3 separate regions of the Mus musculus genome follow, and all the other regions are linked to region 3. Evidence: chromatin contacts called from public HiCAR-type and promoter capture Hi-C data. All regions are on one chromosome and are shown on one strand. The core of a region is the stretch at or near the end of the contact, and the rest is flanking DNA. Distances in the headings are between cores, read along the strand shown. Region 1 holds the start of Banp (BTG3 associated nuclear protein). Region 2 holds the start of Rbm34 (RNA binding motif protein 34). Region 3 holds the start of 2810004N23Rik (RIKEN cDNA 2810004N23 gene).

Region 1 (4,384 bases), core at 1,280-3,779, 2.9 Mb after region 3:
TGTGCTATGGGCGCGGCAAACACTGCACTGCGCACCTCGGGATCAATGAACCATGCATAATATGCTAGCTACTTGCACTAGCCCAGCAACAAAGTGAAGAGGCTAAACTCAGAGCTCACCAGACAAGTCAAATCAAGTGCCTAATCTCAGTGTGGGACCAGTCCTCTGCATCCTAATCTCAGTGTGGGACCAGTCCTCTGCATCCCGGTACCCTACCAAAGGACCACCCAGTCAACTGGAGGCAGCCAGACACCATGTTCTGGCACACATCCGTCACAAAGAGCAAAAAATGGAAGGAGACAAATTGTCTGAATGAAGACAACAGGCTTTGAAATTCCTGTTCAAGATGAGTGGCCTTGTAAACAATCTCCACTTACCCCACTAAAATACTTACTACAGTACAATCAGCTCACAAGAAAATAGAGCACAGCCAAAGACTTAAACTTCTGACAGAGGATCTAGATAGCTTGCAGGACACAGGAGTGGGGCTCCAGGCCCCACCTGGCCCTCAGCAGTCTCCACAGCCACCCCTGACAAGCAAAACAGCTTCCAAGCAAAGGGAGACAGACCCTGGAAGATGCATAAACAGCCCAGATATAAGGTGTCTGTTATGTGGTCCTCCAAGTCTTGAGGTAACAACCTCTCCCAGACACTAGTGGGGAAAACCATTTTTAAACCCCTCTCCACAGACCCAGGGCCCCCTGCCAGTTTCCTCTTACCTTAAAGTCTAAGGTTTAAGCAATAATAATTAGCACTATTGGAGGACCTGCCATCCAAAGCAAGAAGCTAACATTTACCACCCACCCCCCAAAAGTGATAAACAAGAAGTCAGATAAGAGAACTGAAAAGAACCCCTAATAGTTTTCTCAGCCTGAAAGAGAAAACATATTCATGAAACAAACTACTGAACAAAAGGAAAAGAACAAATACATTCAGAAATTTTTTTTTGTTTGTTTCGTTTTTCAAGACAAGGTTTCTCTGTGTAGTTCTGGCTGTCCTAGAACTCACTCTGTAGAGCAGGATGGTGTCAGACTTAAGAGATCCGCCTGCCTCTGCCTCCCAAGTGCTGGGGCTAGAGGTGTGTACCTCTCTATGCCCTGCTCAGAAACTACAATTCTGATGGTGGATTCGCCGGCCCCCTCCCCGAGATAGGGGAGGTTGCCTATGTAAACACTATGTAAACGAGGTTGCCTCAAACTGGCAAAGATCCACCTGCCTCTGTCTCCTAAGTGCTTGGAATTAAAAGTCCTGCGCCACTGGGGTGAAAGATAAACTGAAGTTCTTTCCTGGAATGAAAATCAAAAAGGAATAGAAAGATAAAGAAACTCAAGTAGTGTGCCCAAATGGGGCGGGGGTGGGGGGGAGGGCGACAAACTCTCTAACGACTTTAAGAAAGGCTCTTGGGACAATCTCCCAGCGCTCGAGGACACGCCTACCGAGCATACCTGCGAAGGGCAGACCTGTTCCAATGCCAAGAAGACCTTAGGCCGGTCCAGGGAGGAAACAGTTACCAGAAAGGAAGTCCTTGGCAGAGGCTCCCTGGGGACTCAAGAAGAAAGCTGACTGAAACACTGCGTCCTGAGCTGACCAGGCGTGCAGCGAAAGAAAGACCTCGGGACCTACCTGCACCCGCCTAAAGCGTCCCCAACCCAGATTAGAAGAAAGGCAGAGAGGAGGTAGAGGGAAGCCGGAGGTTCCACACTATCTCCGAGAAGTTACAATGTCACCAGGAGCAGAGAAACAAAGGCCACCACAAGTAACAAGGAAAAAAAAGAGCCAGGCTGTGCGGGACGGGGACGTGACGCTAGGTGGGGAAGCGAGCACCAGTCTCGGCCCCGATGTCAACAGAGAGCAGAGCAGAGGCGGGCGGACGCGCCAACCAGGGCGAAGTCACCCGGTTACCGGGGCATAGCGCCAACAACGGCCGGGAGATGGGGCCACCTAGGCGGCGGGGCGGCGCGCGGGGCCCGGGCGCAGCGCGCGAGGCTCAGTCCTGAGAGACTTGGGCGGCCGAGCCAGGGCCACAGCGCCCGCGCGCCGAGCCCGTGACAGGAGCGCCGGGCGCGGGCCCGGGAGGCGCCGAGGCCCCGGAGCCGAACGCACGCGAGCACGGCCGCCGGGCCTCGGCCGCTCGCCCGCTCGCTCGCTCGCTTCCCGGGTCCCGCAGCCCCGGCGGGTGGAGGCGCGGAGGCGACGCGCGGACATCCCGCGGCCCGCCGGCCCCCGCCCAGCCCGGCGTGCGGCCCCGTGGCCGTTGGCGACGGTTGGCGGCGGGGCGGGGCGGGGGCGGCCGGAGATCTCGCTCTCGCTCTCGCTCTCGCCCCGCGGGAAGGGGGAGTGGAGGCGCGACCGGCTGCGGGAGCTGCAATTACCGTGTGGGCTGCGGAATTCTCGTGGTGTTTGTCGGGGAGCTGCGATAATGGCGTCCGTCCTCGCGAGAGAAGCAGCCGCTCTGCGCAGGCGCCGCGAGCGCCTCCCCACGGCCTGCGCCCCGCCCTCAGCGCAGGCTCCCTGGGCTCCCGGCTCAAGGGCGGGGCCGGTCGGGAAGGGGGCGGGGCCTGCTCTGGGCGCCTCTGGCGCGCGCTTTCGCCGACGGACTCCAACGAGCATGCGCAGTTGTCCTCCCCTGCTCCGAGAGTTGACTCGCTGGGCCCTTACTTCCCCATCTCACGTCCATGTTACTTGCTAAAGCAGTAAATCCTCCAGTGTTCAATCTGAGGAATGTACGTCCTCTTTGATGGGTGTGAACACACTAACGCTGCCCTGACGACTACAAATCCCAGTGTGCGCTGTGTGTGGCACGATGCGTCCTGGGACTGGTAGTCTCTGCGGCCATGATTTGCCTGCTGGGATTTGTAGTCCATCCGGATTCTGGCTGCCCCATGCCTTCCCTGCCCTGAGGGCTGCTGGGACTTGTAGTGTCAGCGGCTCAAATGGGCTGTACGCTCCCAAACCCGTCCTACCTACTCTACCTGGCATCGGTCTCAGACGTTCCGGGCTCGTTCAGTGGCATTGTCTGGAAAGTTGCCTGACTTCCTTATGGACAAGCTGGTCGTGGGGACACTGTCACTGTGATAGAGATTATATGTGACATGCTTACGTATCATGCAATAGGAGCTATGCAGCATCGATGTGCATTTGTTGCCAGAAATGCCACTAATGGTTCTCTGCACCTGGTCTGTCGTCAGTGTTCCTTTCCAGGCTGTCCCCTTCTGCATGTTCGCAGTGAGCAATCCTACAAACCGGGATTACAGGAGTTATTTTCACTTAGAAAACTAAACAAAACAAAAACCTGTTTCCTGCCCGTTCCCCTGTGCCGATAATAAAGCCATGACTCAGTGCAGCTACCAGCTGGGCAACCTTGGGACAGCCCTTCTAAACCACTGTGCTCTGTCTGGGGTTTGATCCTGTGCCACTTTACCTCAGGATTGTCTTGAAGATTTCAACCTAGAACTGTGCTGTTAAAATGAGACCTGCTGGGCAGTGGTGGCGCACACCTTTAATCCCAGCACTTGGAAGGTAAAGGCAGCCAGATTTCTGAGTTCGAGCCAGCCCAATCTACAGAGTGAGTTCCAGGACAGCCAGAGTTATACAGAGAAGCCCTGTCTCATTTGGGGAAAAAAAAAAAAAAAAAAAAAAAAGCACTGACTGCTCTTCCAGAGGTCCTGAGTTCAAACCCCAGGAACTACATGATGGCTCACAACCATCTGTAATGGGAACCCAATGCCCTCTTCTGGTGTGTCTGAAGACAGTGACAGTGTACCCACATACATGAAATAAATAAATAAATCTTTAAAATAAAAAGAAAGAAAGCTAAGCCCAGAGGAACTACGAGGAACTTGGCCAGAAACTCTTAGAGAGTTGTACTATCTCCTCCCACCGCCCCTCAATTGGGCCCAGATTTTAAAACTGTAGTTGTGAGAGTTCTGAACATGAATGCCTGACCGCACGGAAAAACAGAGTAATGGTGACGTCATCCCCAGCATGTCACCCTAACATCCCCCTTAACCTCCCTTTCACCCCTGGCGTTGCCGTCTCCTCCATCCCAGGACTTCAAATGTATTTAGTGCAACCATCAAGCAGATGAGTGGATGGTGGGGAAAGGGTGGGTTGGCACCAGTAGGCAGCAATGAAGGGCTGAATGAGAGTCCGAGTGCTAATACAGTTTAGATCTCAACCAGAGAGTACACTAATCAGAGCCAGAGTTCAGAACCGGGAGGCTGATGTGTGCGCATGCGTGCAACATGCATGTCCCTCGGCAGCTGCCCACCTTGAATTTTAAACCACAGTCTCTCAATGGGACCTGCAGCTTGCAGGGTAGGTGAGACTGACTGTCCAGTGAGCCCCAGTGATCCACTTGTCTCCGCTTCCCCAGCTCTGGGAT
Region 2 (4,502 bases), core at 359-2,858, 2.1 Mb before region 3:
CTCACTCCATGCATTTATGGCCTGGTTGTAAATACGACTGAGGATTTTTATGTCTTCAACCAGCTAGCACCTCCAATCAATCAAGTTAAATGTGGCCATTTCTGCTGTGTTACTAGGTTCTCTTCCTTAACATAGGGCTGGCTGGAGCTGCTAGTGCAGGGGCCTCGGAAACCTCTCAAGGGTTAGAGTTGGCCCATTACTGAAAGGGAGGAATGAGAAGCCTAGGCTGACTCCGTGACAGACTTCAAATAGGAGTTTAGGAGACCAGGCCTAAAAACTGGGCAAGTCCAGACAAGTCAATTACTAACAGGAAAAAGCCCAGGCTCCAGCTTTCATGCCCAGGTAATGGAATGTCCCAGCCACCTGGCCTGAAGCAAGCACAATGGGTCAGCAGCAGTTTCCAGAGTTCCTCAGTAACAGTTCCCAGACCTCCCCAGCAAGTTTCCAGCCCCCACATCCCAGTAATGGAATGTCAGTATCCCTAGAGATAGACCCAACATATTAACATAGAGGTCACCTACCCCAGCATTCCCTAATGTGCTTTAAATCTGGCCTGCAAGCTCACTTGGGTGTCTCTCTATCTTGGTAACTGGGGAGATCCCAACATGCTGGACTTCCTGCAGGCAAAAGAGGCTACGACCGCATATCCCAGAATAGCCTCAAAATCATGGCCAAGCTCTACCTAGGCCCTAGAGAACAGGGATTACAAATATAAGCCACTATTAAAAAAAAATCTAAGTATGAATTTACTTAAAGAATGACGGGAGGTGGGGAGGGGGCTGGTGAGATGGCTCAGTGGATAAGAGCACTGACTGCTCTTCCTCAGAAGGTCTTGAGTTCAAATCCCAGGAACCACATGGTGGCTCACATCCATCCATAATGAGATCTGACACCCTCTTCTGGTGTGTCTGAAGACAGCTACAATGTACTTATGTATAATAATAAATAAATATAAAAATAAATGACAGGGCGGCTTTGAAGACGGAATAGTACAAGGATGTGACCAGTTAAACTGTGATCCCAAATACTTGTTTTCTGCCGACTTTGAAACGTCAAACTTCGGGAAAGGTGTACCCTTCCCCGACTGCTAAGACACATCCCTGTAGCCCCATTTCTCTTGGAAACCTCCTTCCTTAATGAGCTGTGGCCGACAGCCTTCCCTAAGCCTGGGGGGCGGGGGGGCTTGTTTTATTTGAGACGAGGTAGCTATGCTGGAGCCATGTGGTTTTAGCCGGTCCTGGAAATCGAGGTAATCCGGCTACTTCGAGCCCCAAATTCTGGGATTAAAGACCTAAGCCACTATGTCAGGTTTTAGCTGACCCTCGTACTAACACGAGGCCTCAGCTACTCGTGAGACTTGCTGCACTCCCTCAGCCTAGGTTTCCCTGAGACGCCTGCGGACTGCAAAACCATTAGTATTAAGCATAGCGCGGCTCCTGCGCAGCCACGGGCTGAATGGGGAGAGGGGGTGTGGTCCTGAGCGGAAGAGCTCAGCCTTAGAACGGAAGTAGTCGGAACCCGGAGGCTGCCGGAACCCGGAACCAGAGGGAACGCATGACTAGTCGGATCCCAGAAGCGCGGACCTAGGACTTCCATCCCGGAAGCTCAGTTTTCAGCATGGCTCTGGGAGGGGAGGAACGCAAGAGAAGGAAGGGCTCGGAGCGGAGGTGAGTGGCGGCGGGCGTTGGTGTGGATGGGTTGGCGGTGAGTGGCGCGGCGTGGCTGAAGAGTGCTCTTGTGTTTGCAGACAGAGCTCTGGAGACGGCGTGAGCTGTGCGGCCAGCGACTACCTGGTGGGACAGGTCGCCGACAGCTTGCGGGGCGGCCCGCGGCCTCCTGGAGGCGGGACGGGGCGGCTGGCCGCTCTCTTCAGCACCGCGGAGCCATCGGCTCCTCCTGTATTTGTGCCTGTGCCCCAGGTGAGTCGCCGGGCTGCACCCTGAGTATCCCGGTAGAGAGAGATGTAGAGGGTCACTCTCCTGACAGCAGTGACTGTCTGGTCCTTTGAGCAGGGCTAGCGCTTCACCCTCAGCCTATTTGATTGGCAGGGTCACCTGTAGACCGTGTAAGCCTCAAATTTCAGTTATGTATCCGAGGATGAACTAAACTCCTGATCCTTCTCCAGCCTTGAGTTCTGAGATTACAGAGTCGCTCCCACCATGTCCGACTTGACTTTTTTATTTTGAGACAGGATCACACTAGTTGCGCACGCTTAGAATACACGGTAACCCAGATTCTATATTCCTGCCTCACCTTTCCACTGAATGGCTGGTGCTGCAAGAATATTCTGCTTCTCTCCGTAACCCGTGAAGAAGTATCCATGTAGAAAGGCACATCGGAGTACTGCTCAGGGACTTGGAGACGGAGGGACTTTGCTATGTAGCTCTGGCTGGCCTGGCACAGTTCCTCCTGCCTCTATTCCTGAATACTGGAATTACAGATATAAGCCACAACACACAGCTTTAGGGTCAGGATTTTTTTTTTTTTTAAAGTTTGAGGTTTTAAATATGACTTCAAACTTTTGAAAGGAAACATCTAAAAAAAGAAAACTTGATGATGATGATGATGATGAAGAAGAGAGTGTGTCCCAAACTAAAAAGCCAGTTTTGCAAGAGCCTTCGAGAAAAGTGAAAGTGAAGAAACTCTCTGATGCAGACAAAAGACTGGCAAACAGGTTGGTAGAAATCTCCTTTTTGCTATATTAAATACCTCAGGCAGTTTTTTTTTTTTTTTTTTTAATGTTCATCTTAATTTTTTTCACTGCATATTCTGAAATTTAAAAAATACATTATACAAAGTCTCATACAGGGTTAAAAGATACAAGAAAGCCATTTATCCTAAGCGAACAGATACTGGTAGATCAGCTTTTTAGGTCTTTGTGTCCATCACTGCTTCTTGATTCTGAGCCAGCCTTGTTAGGACTTTAACCCCTTCTCTGTTTTCTGAGTTGGGATTTCTGAGTTAGTGTGTCTGTCAAATGTGAATTTGGTTTTCATAGGAACCAAATTTCCCTTACTAACTTAAAATTCCTTTTACATAATATTTGAGTTAGTATCCAAACAGATACACTACTTTTCTATTGAGTGTTCCTCATTCTTTCTTGGAGACTTCTTGCATCCCAGGTGGACCTTAAACTCACTCTGCAACCTAAGCTGTACTTCAGCTTCCACAAACCCTTGGCTCTCAATTCCTTCTCGCTGCTTCAAGCCTATTTTCTTTTCCCATTTTTACACTCTCCTCTTTCAGTAAAACCTTCAGTAGTTATTACGTTTGTTGTCTGCATGTGTGTCAGTGCATTCCTGTCAAGGTGGCCTGTGGAAGGACCAGCTCCTAGGAGTCCATTCGCTGTCTGGCTGCAGGACAGGTGCCTTTGCCTGCTGAGCCACTACACTAGTTCCCCACCACCCTCACACCCTCTGAGGACTGTGCGCTGCTTCCACTCGGTGACTGCTTTCTCGAAGCTTTACATTCCAAGCTTTCTGTTCCCTTCTCTGTTTTGTCTCTGAATTAAGATGAACACCTTTCCTGAGCTTGCAATTAGGAAACGGCTTCTTCTTGGAGTTCTTGTCAGTCACCTCGCAGCAGTTCTTCATGGGCACTGCTGTGTGTCGGCCCTGAGCATTAGACCTGTTCCGTCTTTTTGATTGCCTGTATCTGCACCTGTACATTTCTTGTTTACCTTAAGATAGTGCTCCTTGAGGCTAGAGGTGTGCCTCACTTGGTGGAGTGTTCCTTGTCTAAACCGTGCATGGTAACATATACTTGCAGTCTCCCAGCACTTGGAAGGTGGTGGTTCTTGGATCGGACACTCAGAGTTATCCTACACCATATATAGTGAGTTTGAAGCCAGCCTAGGTTGCATGCCACCTTCCTTAAATCAAAACCCAAAAAGCAAAATAAAATGCTTCAAACTGAAACCCTCCTGTGTTAATGGTACTTCACGTCTAGATAAGTGCCTAAGCCAGTGCTGCAGGGGTTACCCTGTGCTCTCACCTCTTCACACACAGCTACTCAGCTGCTAAGTCCTGAAGCTGTCGTCTTTTTTTTTCTTTCTTTTTTAATGAAAAGACAGTCTAACTGTATTTCTCTATTGCCGCAGACCCTCTGGGTCCCTTTGTCTTCGTGGATGGGTCTCTGGGTGCAGATGGGCAAGGAGTTGGCGAATGACAGACAGACGCAGACAGGAGGTTGTGTAGAATCTGAATGTATTGTCAGGTCGAGCATCAAACTTTTTATACAGCAGAATAGCAAGGAACCAGACAAGATACAATCCACCAAGTTACTGTGACGCAATACAAAAGGAATGTATACATCAAAAGAAGGCGGGAACTAGGCCACTGCCACTCAGAAGGGAGCCAGGTGTAAAGCTAGTCTATTGTTAAGACCACCACCAGGGGTTTAGCAGACCTTCTCATGAATACTGCAATACCTCAACCCTCCTATTTCCTGGGCTCTGATAATTTCTAGTAACTTTTAAGTATCTGTGGAGAATCTCCATTCGT
Region 3 (3,835 bases), core at 2-2,501:
AGCCTGGGGCTTCACAGCTAGTGCCAAAGCCAGAGAACAAACCAAGAAAATCTTGTTTCAAAAATAATTAATTAAGATTTTTTTTAACTCTCCCCCGAGGATGGAGAGATGGCACAAGGGTTAAGGGTCATTCCTTCAGCAACCACATTGGGGCAGCTCACAATCTGTAACTCAATTCCCAGAGCTGGCCTCTGATGCACCAGACACCTCGTGGTGCACATACACACATGCAGGTACACTCATACACATAAAAATAAGCAAATTCTCACCCCACCCCACCCGTAATTGTGCAAACCCACGGAGTGAAAGCACACGAAGTCTCCACCTTGATAATTGCTCGTGAATATTGTAAGTGACCAACACTCTGTTGGAAACCAAACGGGGCAAACCACCAGTTAAAACTAGAAGAGGAAGGAAGTGGGGGGCGGAAGGGGGTAGTGTAGAAGGTAAGTTGGACAGAAAACAGTGGCAATGGGTATCCTACTCAGAAACTTGTGCAAACATAACGAATAGAAGACAGTAATTTCCTGAGGTTCCAAGTAAGAGTTAAAAAAAAAAACTCTACGCGCATATTGTAGCCGAATATTTTTCTCTCTCAGGAATACTTAAGGTAGAGGGCTGGGGAGAAGGCGGGAGGTGGAGACCCAAAAGTCTTCTCGGGCTAGGTCAGGACTAAGATTACTACTCAACAGGCAGAACTCTAATGCTCCCCTCATGTTGTGTGCGGGGGCTCCCGGCCTGACGGGGAGAAGGGACAGAGGGACCGCCATCGATACAAACTTGTAAAAGCAGACGCGTTAACCGAGGCGCAGACACATGGTTGCCGTGGATACCAAGCCACGTACCCAACTGGGTTAGGACCCGCTCTTTAAGACAAGCAAGGGTCGTGGGCTGGGGACATAGGGATCGGGGAGGGACTGTCCTTCCCGCGACGTTGCCCTGGGCCTTGGTCCTCCCAGGCGCCTACCGCATAGAGGAGCACACTGCTAGGGCTGGCCGAGCCGACCGAGAATCGGGAGCTGGAGGAGCTAGGAACGTCCATGGCGCGGCTGCCGTCCCTGGCGGGGCCTGGGCTGGTCTGCTACACGGCTGTAGTGCAGCCGCTGGGGGCGGTTCTTTCGCACGGGGCGGCTCCCGTCTGCCCAGGACAGTGGCACTCCGTACGGCCACTGCACGGGACCCCGGGCACCGCCATCTTAACCAGGCCCGAGGCCGCGCAGGGACCGTGACGCACGCGCAGAAGCCGCGCCGGAAGCGGAAGTGGTGGGCACTGGGCGGGATCTGGGGGGGTCTCCGTGCTGATTCCCATGGCGGCGGAGCACGATTCGGACTCCGTTGAGCCTCCTGGTTCGGAGGCACTCCTGGACGCCGTTCTGCGGACCCTCTACGACCTGGGTGAGCGTAGCTCCTGGGAGGAGGCGGCCAAAGACAGTGAAACGCATCCCGAGGCGGCGGGACCACGGCCCACGTGGTCTCCTGGAGCCATGTCCGCAAGCGCTACCCTCTCCGGGACCTTCTCCCCCACTTGTTGGCCGACCTTTTGCTCTCCTTCTCACTGTGCAGGAAAATAAAATCAGAGATGGTTACTAAAGGCAGGCCACTCGCAGAAGGACAGGCACTGGCAGGCAGAAGAGCTCACGTTGATTGCCTGACTTTTAGAACCAGACACGTAACAAACGCTGTATTGTTTTTATTTTGGAGCGGTTGCTCAAAATTCCAAGCTCACTTACACGATTAAAAAGCAAAAGCAAGCTGAGAACTTGGAAGAACGTACCAGGTGTACATGTACATGCATTTTTGTGTGTTTCCCTCATTAACTGTCAGAGCAACCCATATATGTACACACATCTTCATAAAGGTCCTCCTTAAGAGCTCGAGTCTCAAGGTCTAGGGCCTGATGTCACATTCTGCGCTGTGTTAGGTTCTTTGTGTCCACCGACAACACTTGGCCTCCGACTTTCACAAGTTTGTTTGTTTGGGTTTTTTTTTTTTTTTTCTTTTTGGTTTTTCAAGACAGGGTTTCTCTGTGTAGCCCTGGCTGTCCTGGAACTCACTCTGTAGACCAGGCTGGCCTCGAACTCAGAAATCCGCCTGCCTCTGTCTCCCAAGTGCTGGGATTAAAGTCGTGCGCCGCCGCCACCACCACCACCTGGCTGACTTTCACAAGTTTTAAGACTAATTTTTAAAATCCTAGATACAGTTGATATTCACACATGCAGGAATTCATTACGGTAGTTACTTCCCAGCTACCTGGACTTTACCTATTCATTTTTATATCTATACTGGCAGAGTTACATTGGCCACAAGTACACAGCTAGTATTCAGAAAGCTCCTGGGCCCATACTGTAGGTCAGTACTGAGGCTTAGACGCCTGATTGAAATTTCAGATCACTGTTGAGAGTCTGAGCAGAAGAAACAAACTGAAGATGAGAAATAGAGTAGAAAGTAAAGGTATTCAAATTAAAGCAATTAAAGTTTAGCTGGATTCCCTTTAAATCCAAAACCGAAGGAAAACAAGAAGAACCCGGACATGTACCTGTAACCCTGCAGTGTGGTAAAAAGACATGCTAGTATAGAGGCAAATGCTTTTAACATGGTCCTGGGAACTATGACGTTGATGGCACCGGGTGTGAGGACTAGCGTAATTGTATTACTAAGGGTCAGAGGTGTATGCAGCTATCTGGGAAGGAAGGCAGGATTTTGATTTCTGAAAGTGTTGCCTGTGTTTGTGGTTTCCGGTTACTTTATTTATTTATGTATGTGCGGGTGTGTGTCAACCCCGCCATATGCAGTGAGAAAACACCTCCCACAGGAGTGAGTTCTCTCCTTCCACCGTGTGGGTCCTGGAGATCATGAAGTCATGAGACCTGGCCCTAAGCACTTCGTTTCTTTGTGTACATGAGTGGATGCCTGTGTCTGGGCCCCATGCAAAGTGGCATTCCTTCAGTATTGGCATTAATTAAAACTAAGATGATTTTTAATTTTTTTTTTAATGTTGAAATGAACAGGAGAGACGGAAGGTGAAACAGAGCAGAAAAGGATCCGAAAGAAGAAAGCAAAGAAGAGAGACTCAGAGACTATAGAAGATGTGGCAGTAGAGCCGCTTCCCCTGCCTGGATCTCCTGTACGAGGCCAGAAGAAGAGTGCTTCCAGCTTTTTCCAGAAGCTCAGAGAAGAACTGCAGTCTGCTCCCGCTGCCCCTTCAGAAGTCCCTGTCACTACTGCAGTCTCCCTCTCTCCCCCAAAGAACGGCAGCAAGCTAGTGGAAGTGGTAGAGTTTCAAAGCAAAAGTAAAAAGAGAAAACTAAAGTCAGATGAAGATGAGCCGGCAAAGGTAATGGATGCTTCAGTGGCCTTAGACTGAACCTGGGGCCCCAGGGCTTCCTTCAGGACCAAGCATTTGATCAATGACTCACAGGACTTAGCATCTTACCCATCGTGTGGGCCTAAGGTTGCCAAACCCGAATCTTCCCCAGAAGAAAGTGGGCACTATAAACCTCGTTAGTGTTTGTGCTCAGTAGGTAAATTTATGATGTTAGTACCTCCAGGCCATAGGTATATGGAAACACTCTCATCAGCTTAGTATTGATTGCTCAGGACTTGGGAGGTGGCCATCTGCAAATCAAGGAGCCAAGGCTGTCTTAACAGTTGCAGGGCTTGCCAGGCAGATGACTACAGTTCTGGTCCCAGCACTCGGGAGGAGACAAGCAGATGGGTCTCTATGAATTCAGGGCCAGCCTGGTCTACGTAGTGAAACCCTGACCTCCCCAAAAGGAAAGGCTTCAGGCTTTGATAAAGCTAGGCCTGCTTAGCTACCCTCCTACCTAATAAGCCT

Evidence for each region. Promoter capture Hi-C pulls out the DNA fragments that hold promoters and counts their contacts. HiCAR-type assays count read pairs that join an accessible place to other places.
Region 1: a contact with region 3 is called in a promoter capture Hi-C map of embryonic stem cells, with 3 times the contacts expected there. The contact joins the promoter of Banp here to the promoter of 2810004N23Rik in region 3. A contact is called at or near these places in 3 of 39 promoter capture datasets (embryonic stem cells, liver and pre-B cells).
Region 2: a contact with region 3 is called in a HiCAR-type map of astrocytes, with 5 times the contacts expected there. The contact joins the promoter of Rbm34 here to the promoter of 2810004N23Rik in region 3. A contact is called at or near these places in 2 of 484 Hi-C or Micro-C datasets (both in the G1E-ER4 cell line) and 1 of 115 datasets of contacts at active chromatin or transcription factors (astrocytes).

Annotation. Positions count from the first base shown.
Region 1 is chr8:121,948,637-121,953,020 of GRCm38.p6, reverse strand. Banp (BTG3 associated nuclear protein) reads right to left here and starts at 2,529. Exons shown (of 14, transcript NM_016812.4): 1 at 2,373-2,529. Gm27011 (predicted gene, 27011) reads left to right here and starts at 2,376. Exons shown (of 1, transcript NR_169031.1): 1 at 2,376-3,343.
Region 2 is chr8:126,968,155-126,972,656 of GRCm38.p6, reverse strand. It overlaps Rbm34 (RNA binding motif protein 34), which reads left to right and starts at 1,608. Exons shown (of 11, transcript NM_172762.3): 1 at 1,608-1,667; 2 at 1,748-1,919; 3 at 2,529-2,674. The coding sequence starts at 1,618.
Region 3 is chr8:124,860,445-124,864,279 of GRCm38.p6, reverse strand. It overlaps 2810004N23Rik (RIKEN cDNA 2810004N23 gene), which reads left to right and starts at 1,251. Exons shown (of 7, transcript NM_025615.2): 1 at 1,251-1,395; 2 at 3,009-3,334. The coding sequence starts at 1,308. It overlaps Gnpat (glyceronephosphate O-acyltransferase), which reads right to left and starts at 1,247. Exons shown (of 16, transcript NM_010322.3): 1 at 968-1,247. The coding sequence starts at 1,042.